Linked DNA regions of Mus musculus: region 2 is linked to region 1. The links are chromatin contacts, called in public Hi-C maps. All regions are on one chromosome and are shown on one strand. The core of a region is the stretch at or near the end of the contact, and the rest is flanking DNA. Distances in the headings are between cores, read along the strand shown.

What was found. Hi-C and Micro-C count contacts between places; a contact is called where the count stands out from the background.
Region 2: a Hi-C map of muscle stem cells shows a contact between it and region 1, with 2.6 times the contacts expected there. The contact joins two enhancer-like sites. A contact is called at or near these places in 11 of 484 Hi-C or Micro-C datasets (the HL-1 cell line, cortical neurons, embryonic stem cells and 5 more) and 3 of 115 datasets of contacts at active chromatin or transcription factors (astrocytes, extraembryonic endoderm stem cells and fibro-adipogenic progenitors).

What each region holds. Positions count from the first base shown.
Region 1 is chr9:30,478,914-30,482,557 of GRCm38.p6, forward strand. No RefSeq gene overlaps it. Among named protein-coding and RNA genes, the nearest start is that of Snx19, 53 kb to the left of the region's middle. Within about 2 kb of position 1,793, at least 25 of the 459 cell types and tissues checked have an H3K27ac peak or open chromatin away from gene starts, as enhancers often do. A contact at or near this core is called in muscle stem cells, where this site is marked.
Region 2 is chr9:30,807,603-30,811,246 of GRCm38.p6, forward strand. No RefSeq gene overlaps it. Among named protein-coding and RNA genes, the nearest start is that of Gm31013, 27 kb to the left of the region's middle. Within about 2 kb of position 2,054, at least 36 of the 459 cell types and tissues checked have an H3K27ac peak or open chromatin away from gene starts, as enhancers often do. A contact at or near this core is called in muscle stem cells, where this site is marked.

The DNA.
Region 1 (3,644 bases), core at 543-3,042:
CAACGCATTACATTATGGTACATATGAATTAGGAACTGGACAAATTATAGTTATATATGTGTGTGTGTGTGTGTATATATGTAAGTATATATATATATATATATACATATACATATATATCTGTATATGTGTATGTATGTGTATATAGTATATATATATATAATTGTCATTACTACCTTTGTAATGAGAACAGTTAAAATTTATACTCCGTGTAATTTTCAAATGTATCATATGCTTTTATTTCTGAGGTCACCGTGCGATGTGGTTGATCCTGTAAAGTTATGTGAAATTCAGTGTCGTGAGGCCGACATCTCCTGAATCCTCCAACCCCTTAGCCTCTAGAAAACATCATCTACTCTGCCTCTGTGGTCTGATTTTTTAAAAACAATACTTCCTTTTAAAAGCTAAAATGGTAACGGTCTTTTAAAACAGACCAACTCCTGAAAGGGAGGAAAATGGAAAGACCTGCTTGGAGAATCGTTGTCTTCCAAATCAACAGTAATCCCTCCCTATTGGATGATCTGAAGTAGCAATCTCTCTGGCCATATTTTGACTTTCCAGTGTGTTTGCAATAGAATAAATTTCACTATAAACAAGATTAAATTAAATAAGAAAATAATGGCAACAGGATAAAACATTGCCCTCTCTGCTTTCCCAGATGTTTTGAGAAGAATTCTGGAAAGGAAACCACTGTATTTATTTGCACCGTTGTCCCTGCAGTCGTCCAGGGCTGAACAAATACTGCCGGGATTCTGTTCCCCCATTCTTCCTTACCTCTCTGTTAGGCCGGACCCTGCAGGACTGTGTGCATTTGGAATAAAAAGTAAAGCCAAGCATATGGTCAAAACGAAGCTGTGCTTATATCCATAGGTCTCCATTTGGTCTCCCTGGGGACCTATGAGATACTAATGGGGGCCTTGTAGGTAGCAGGACCCTAGGGAGGGAAGCCCAAGGATGACTGACTCGGCTGCACTGTCTACAGCCATCTTAAAGTGTTTCCGTTGTTTTCAATTCCCCCAGAGGGGTCTAGAGAAGTCCTACAAAGGCAAAAGCCTTCTCTTCCAGCAGGCCTTCAAGGGTAACTGCCTAGTACTTTCCTGGGAAGATTGTGTTTGACAGCAATGAAAACCAACAGTTTAACAGCAGTAATTTCTTGGCAGGACAGATTGGTATGAGACTTGTCCCCAAACAAAATAAGCCTTTCAGGGAAGTATATTTCAAGCCTAGCTCACGTTCCCAAGACACTGAGATTCTTATATGGCTGACACAGGAGCCGAGGCTGAGCCCCAGCCAGGGACAGCTAATTATTGCCAATAACACAGAGGGCCCATCAGTTCAAACAGGGAACTGAACACTCCATGGAACGCCTCCTGGGGAAAGGCCGGCTCCTCTGCACTGGTCTTGTTGATGGCTCCAGGATGGGACAGAACAATATCCCCTTCTCTTTTCCTCTACCTTGCCTCTATCTCAGCTCCTTCCCACCATCTTCCATAAATCCTTTCTCTCCATCAACATCATTTCCACTGCTATATTTGTCACCAGAGAATATAAGATCTCATGTGGGTCTGGAAACTCGCCATAGCTATACCTCTGACCCTCTGCACCTAAGTTGTTGCAAAGCCTTAATTTCTAGGCTTTCCTCTACACTAGCCAACAAAATCAGACACCTCGTGGGAGGTTCTCCAGCCACCTCTCTCTGCGCCTCATCATCCACAAGTCCACAAGAGGGCACACAAGAGCACTCAAGAGCACCACCGCTGTGGCACTAAGACCAGAAGGTGGCGCTGTTGCCTTAGTCATGGAGTAAGACCCAGCAGTAACAGCTAGCCTGAAGTCAGAGCTTTTGTGTGTGGGGAGCCATGGGAAAGTGAAGCTAGGAGGTGCTGTAACTTCCCAGACTAAGGTCACCAACTACCCCGGGAAGCAACAACAAGTCCCAATCTCTTTGTATGAAAAGAAGAGATCCAAACAGAGTCTTTTTGAGGAGGCCCAGCTCTCTTGGGCTCATATTCTGCCTGTGAGAGGAGACTGAAATTGGGATCCCTTCCATCCCTTTTCTACACAGCGTCCTCTGCTTTCTCTGCATCCAGCATAAATCTGTAGTGTCAGGTAGCCGGAAGTCCGGAATAGAGAAGACTAAAGTCCTGTTTGGTGAACTTATCCTGGATACAATGGTGAGGATACTGGAAGCCTGGGATGAGGAGTCACAGTGTCAGGTCACCCCTGGCACTTAGGAGAAAGACCTCAACGGTGCATCGGAGAGCTGCAGAGGGCAGAGTCAGACAGTACAGGCTTCCTTGGGAAGGATTTAGGAAGGGCTTCTTAGACATGGGTATGAGGAGATGGACAGCACCGGAGGTGGTTTCTAGCGTGAAAGATCACAGCTAAGGAATGAGTTGGAGACCAAGAACCAGCAGGTCAGGGCAGCAAGTGGTGTGCGGACTTCCCTGACAGACTTCCTCCTCAATAAGCTTCGTACAATTACAAATAGCAACAATGTCCCTAGTACATGCATGCATCCATTTGCAAGTATGCAAATGATCTTCTTGTGCAGACATGTAAGTAACTCACAAGATTATAGGAGACCTGAATAGGACACTGTAGCTGTGTCTCCCTTGAGCTGTGGTTAACCTTGACCTGATGTCAACTCTAGGATCTCTTCTCTCCTCCTCCTCTGACTTCCCTCCCCTCCCCTTCCTTTTCTTTTTCCACTCTTCTCTTCCTTCCCCTGCCAAGAAATACAACAAAGATTACATGATATCAATTTGTTACTATCCAGAATTAAAGCTCTGTCATCTGCTGACTCAGTCAGATCAATACGCACATCTCTTATTACAAGATGAATAGTCACCATCAGTGAAGAAGGCACATGCTATCATTCACTCATCTTAGGCTTCAATTTTATGGAGGAGACGCTGAGATCTGCTGAGTCTAGATGGCTTCCTAAAGTCAGTGGTGAGAGTCGGTGGGATGGTTTGTATAATAGTGGAGTGGCACTATTATAAGGTGTGGCCCTGTAAGAGTAGGTGCGTCACTATGGGTGTAGGCTTAAGACCCTCACCCTAGCCACCTGGACATCAGCCTCCCACTAGCAGCCTTCAGATGAAGATGTAGAACTCTAGATGCTGCCATGTTCCCTCATTGATAATAATGGACTGAACCTCTGAAACTGTTTAAATGTTTTTCTTCTAAGAGTTGACTTGGTCATGGTGTCTGTTCACAGTGGTAAAACCCTAACTAAGACAGACGGTGTTGGTTCCCATCCAAGCTGTCACACCCAATGTCATGCTGCCCTGCTACACACGATGTGCCCCAGACTGGTTCACTCAGGAGCTTGCCACCTTGATGGGGAGGGGAAGCTGGCTATCGCTAGCAGCCAGCACATTCTGTGCAACACACCATGCTGCATGACCCACGGATGTAGAGACAAGAAGCCACATCCACATGCTGCTATAGAATCATTAAGTGATTGGTGTCCCTTTCCTTTATAAGCCCCACTGCCATGTCAGGGTGAGCATTGAGTGGTTGTCCTCACAGATGTGGCAGACATTGTGCTATCAGGACTAATGTGACAGAAAAACAAAATCTCATCCTAAGAGTTCCAGAAACTGCTGGTCAAGGTCAACGTGCTGGGGGTTAGCATC
Region 2 (3,644 bases), core at 804-3,303, 330 kb after region 1:
CCCTTGGCTTTCTGAAACCAGGTCCTGCTATGTATCCCAGGCTGGCCTTAAGGCAAGAATCCTCCAGTCTCTGCATTCCCAGTGCTAGGAACTATAGACTCGGATCACTGCGCCATGCAGAGAAAGGTTGTTTTTAATGTTAGACTTGGTGACTCCTTTGCCAAGGGAATGATGGTATATTGGTTACCCTTCTGTTGCTATGAGAAAACACCAAGATCAAAGCAACTTATTTTTTTTTTAAAGTTTATGTAGGCTTGTGGTTCCAGAGGGATAGCACCCATAGTGATGGAGGAGAATGGCACTGAACAGAAAGTATGGCAAAAGAAACAGGAAGGTGAAGGCTCACTCTCAGTATTCGAGCTTGAAGGAGAGCAACTGGAAGTGGTACATGAGTCTTTAAACTCCAGTCCTGCTTCCAGTGACATATTACCCCCAAAGCCACATTTCCCAAATCTTCCAAATGCCAACAATAACCAAGGACCAAGTGCTCAAACCCATGATCCTACGGTAGACATTCTCATTCAGACCACCTGCGCTGCCTAGACTTTAGGTCGACTTGACACAGCCAGTATCTGAATTAAGAAAATGCCTCCATTGTGAGTAGCTCTATACCTGGCCTAGTGGCCCTGGGTTCTATAAGAAAGCAGTCCGAGCAAACCACTAGGAGCAAGCCAGTAAGCAGCACTCATCCATTGCCTCTGCATCAGCTCCTGCCTCCAGGTTCCTGCCCTGTGTGAGTTCTTAACCTCACTTCATTCCATGATGAACACTGCTGCAGAAGTGTTAAAGAATAAACCCTTTCCTTTCCAACTTGCTTGTACATGGTATCTTGTCACAACAATAGAAAGCCTAACTAAGACATTTGCACAAAAGGAAAGAGAGGGAGTTTGTAGTTTTTTTTTCAGTCTGGATGATTAGGCGATGAAGTATCACAAATGATACTGAGTTCATAATCAGTTCAGTAACTTCCAGCAGGTGAGAAAGCTCTGTCTGTTCAGACTGATCCCTAGCTCAGGTAAGGCTTTTTTATGCATCTTTCAATCCACTGAGATATCAGCTCTCAGCTGAGCCAGACATGGCTAAAATACCATGGAGCCCACAGAGGAAAGATGGCCTAATCTATCTTGTTTATCTAACCCCCAGAGCAAGCCACGCTGCGCTTCCCCACAGTGGCACTTCTGTAATTGTTGTATACAGAACAATACTCATGTTGGTCAAGAACTGTCACCATATCTCCACACCAAGGTTTATTTCTGCCCCAGCAAAGATGGGAGCAACACGTTTTTCTTCCAAGAGAAAAGAAAAAAATTTCAAAACATTGAGCACCCTTCTTCCCTGGGCTGTGTGTTCCTGGCTGGACTTATACATCGCTTACGTAATGGTGATGTGATTTATTACAGCAGCCCAGGGAGTTTCAGGAAAGCCAGAAATACCAGCCTGGAATGTGGGGCCCCTGAATCCAACACAGAAAAAAGAGGAGGGAGGAGTCAGTGGTGGGCTTCAGCATAGCTTCTGATTCAAGTGTCTAGCCCCAAGCCACTCACTGCCGTGCAGGTAAGGATATGCAGTACAGCTGGAGAGAAGGCTCAGCAGTTAGAGATAAGGAAGTATGTGCCAGCAGAGTGAAAGGGGCTGTGAGACCAGAACAAACTGAGGCCACGCTCACTCCTCCTGGTACTCTTGGCATCCCCCAGCTCTCTCCGAAGGTCAACCTCTGGTGGAGAACACAGCGATCCATCAAACAAACAGCTACAGTTCTGCCAGCGCTCGCCCAGAAAAATTTGCCACTTGCAGGAACTCACCCACAGGGAGCTAATTCTTACATGACTATCAGTGTGCTCTGTTTCATCTTGATCAGAGTTGTCGTCCATTTGTCAGTAGACAACGTTCGGCTGGCCCTCCTGTGCTCTGAAGCCTGGAAACACCGTCAAATTCTATCTAGGTTTCGATGATGTGAAACTTATTGGCACTCTTTCCCCCAACATATCCTCCAAATCATTCACAGGGGAGTTTCAGTGCTTTGGCAAGAAGGCTTAGCAGTTACACAGAGAAGCTTCCTCCAGACTCTGTCAAGTTCTCTAGTCTCTTTACTGCTTCCTCTACATCTTATCATAGATAACCAACAACTGTGTCCTTTATCATGTAAAGGGGGGATAGATGAAATATCCAATAAACATTTGGTAAATAGGACCACTGTGGGTGAACTTCTTCCCCATCCCTCTCCCTTTTCATCCCTCTTTGCATCTTACCCAGTGATGACTATACTCTGTGGGCTTCTAATTGAGATCTATCTCTGTTTCCTAAGCCTGGACCCATAAGCGGGTCCATCATCTCCTTATCAGACATTCTTAGAAAGGCCACTGAGGTGGATAGAAGCAAGCAGAAGTACTGGCATGCTGGCCTGACAACCTGAGCTTAATCTCCAGATCCCACAAACTGGCAGGAAATGACTGACTCCTGAGAGTTGTTCTCTGACCTCTACCCACACACCATGGCATAAGCACACACACACACACACACACACACACACACACACACACACACACAAGGAAACAAAACAAGTATCCTGGGGCTAGGGATATAACTCATCTGGTAGAGTGCTTGTCTAGCACAAACCAGACATGGCAGCTCAAGTCCCTGATTCCAGCAGCTGATGAAAGAAGCAGGATCAGAAATTCAAAGTCATCGTCAGCTACATGGGATGTTTAAGGTAAAATTGTATTATATGAGACCTGGTGCAAAAGAGAAAAAAAAAAAAAAAAAAAAAAGGTCTTGACCAGGACAGGAGAATCTCACTGCACCCACACCATGAAATCTCATTACGGTGCTTTCATTCAGTGGTGTTTATTGAGTACCAACCATAATTCAGGCATTGTTTTCGCTAAATAAAGTCTGACTCCAACAGAGTTTATGCCCTCGGCTCAGGAATTCAACAGTAAAGAGAAGGCAATAAAGAGCTAAAAGGAAAACTAACACAGACTGATGGCTAACACAGACTGGTGGAGGAGAGAGATGGCTTAAGTGAGCCTGTTCCCCCGCATCCCCACTGGTAGAAAGTTTCTTGCCTTGATATAGCATCCTACACTCCATCAGCATCATTGGGGGCTGACCCACATCATTTGCCTCTGCCACTAACTATTAAATAAGGACAAGGGCAGTTTCCATGTCTTCAAAATTAACCAAAGGAGTGGCCTTTGTGACATATCTGTTCATAAAGCATACTAAACAAATCTGGAATTGGAGAGAGCTGGGCCATCTCCTGTGCTCTGACTTAAGCTTGGACTTCTCCTCAGACAGCCTGGAGTTTAGTGAGCAGCTGACCCTTGAACTGAGAATCTGTTCCCGATAAAGACCTCAGGGGAAACTGACAGGATAAAGAGCTGACAGGGTCTGCTGAGGAATGCAGGCTTAGCCTGACAGTTGCTGGTATCTCTCACAGACTCCTCCTCTCCCAGCTGGCTTGCTAGTCATCTGGCCTATAGGCCAGTCTGGCAGTGATAACATTAAGATGCTATTAGGTGACCTTTAGGTCTCACAGCCAACAGACAAGCATAGCATTCTTGTGGACTGAGGCAGAAGATTCTCAAACATCCCAGAGGCATAATCTGCAGGACTGAGCCTTAACTTCCCCACCCCCATCCCCA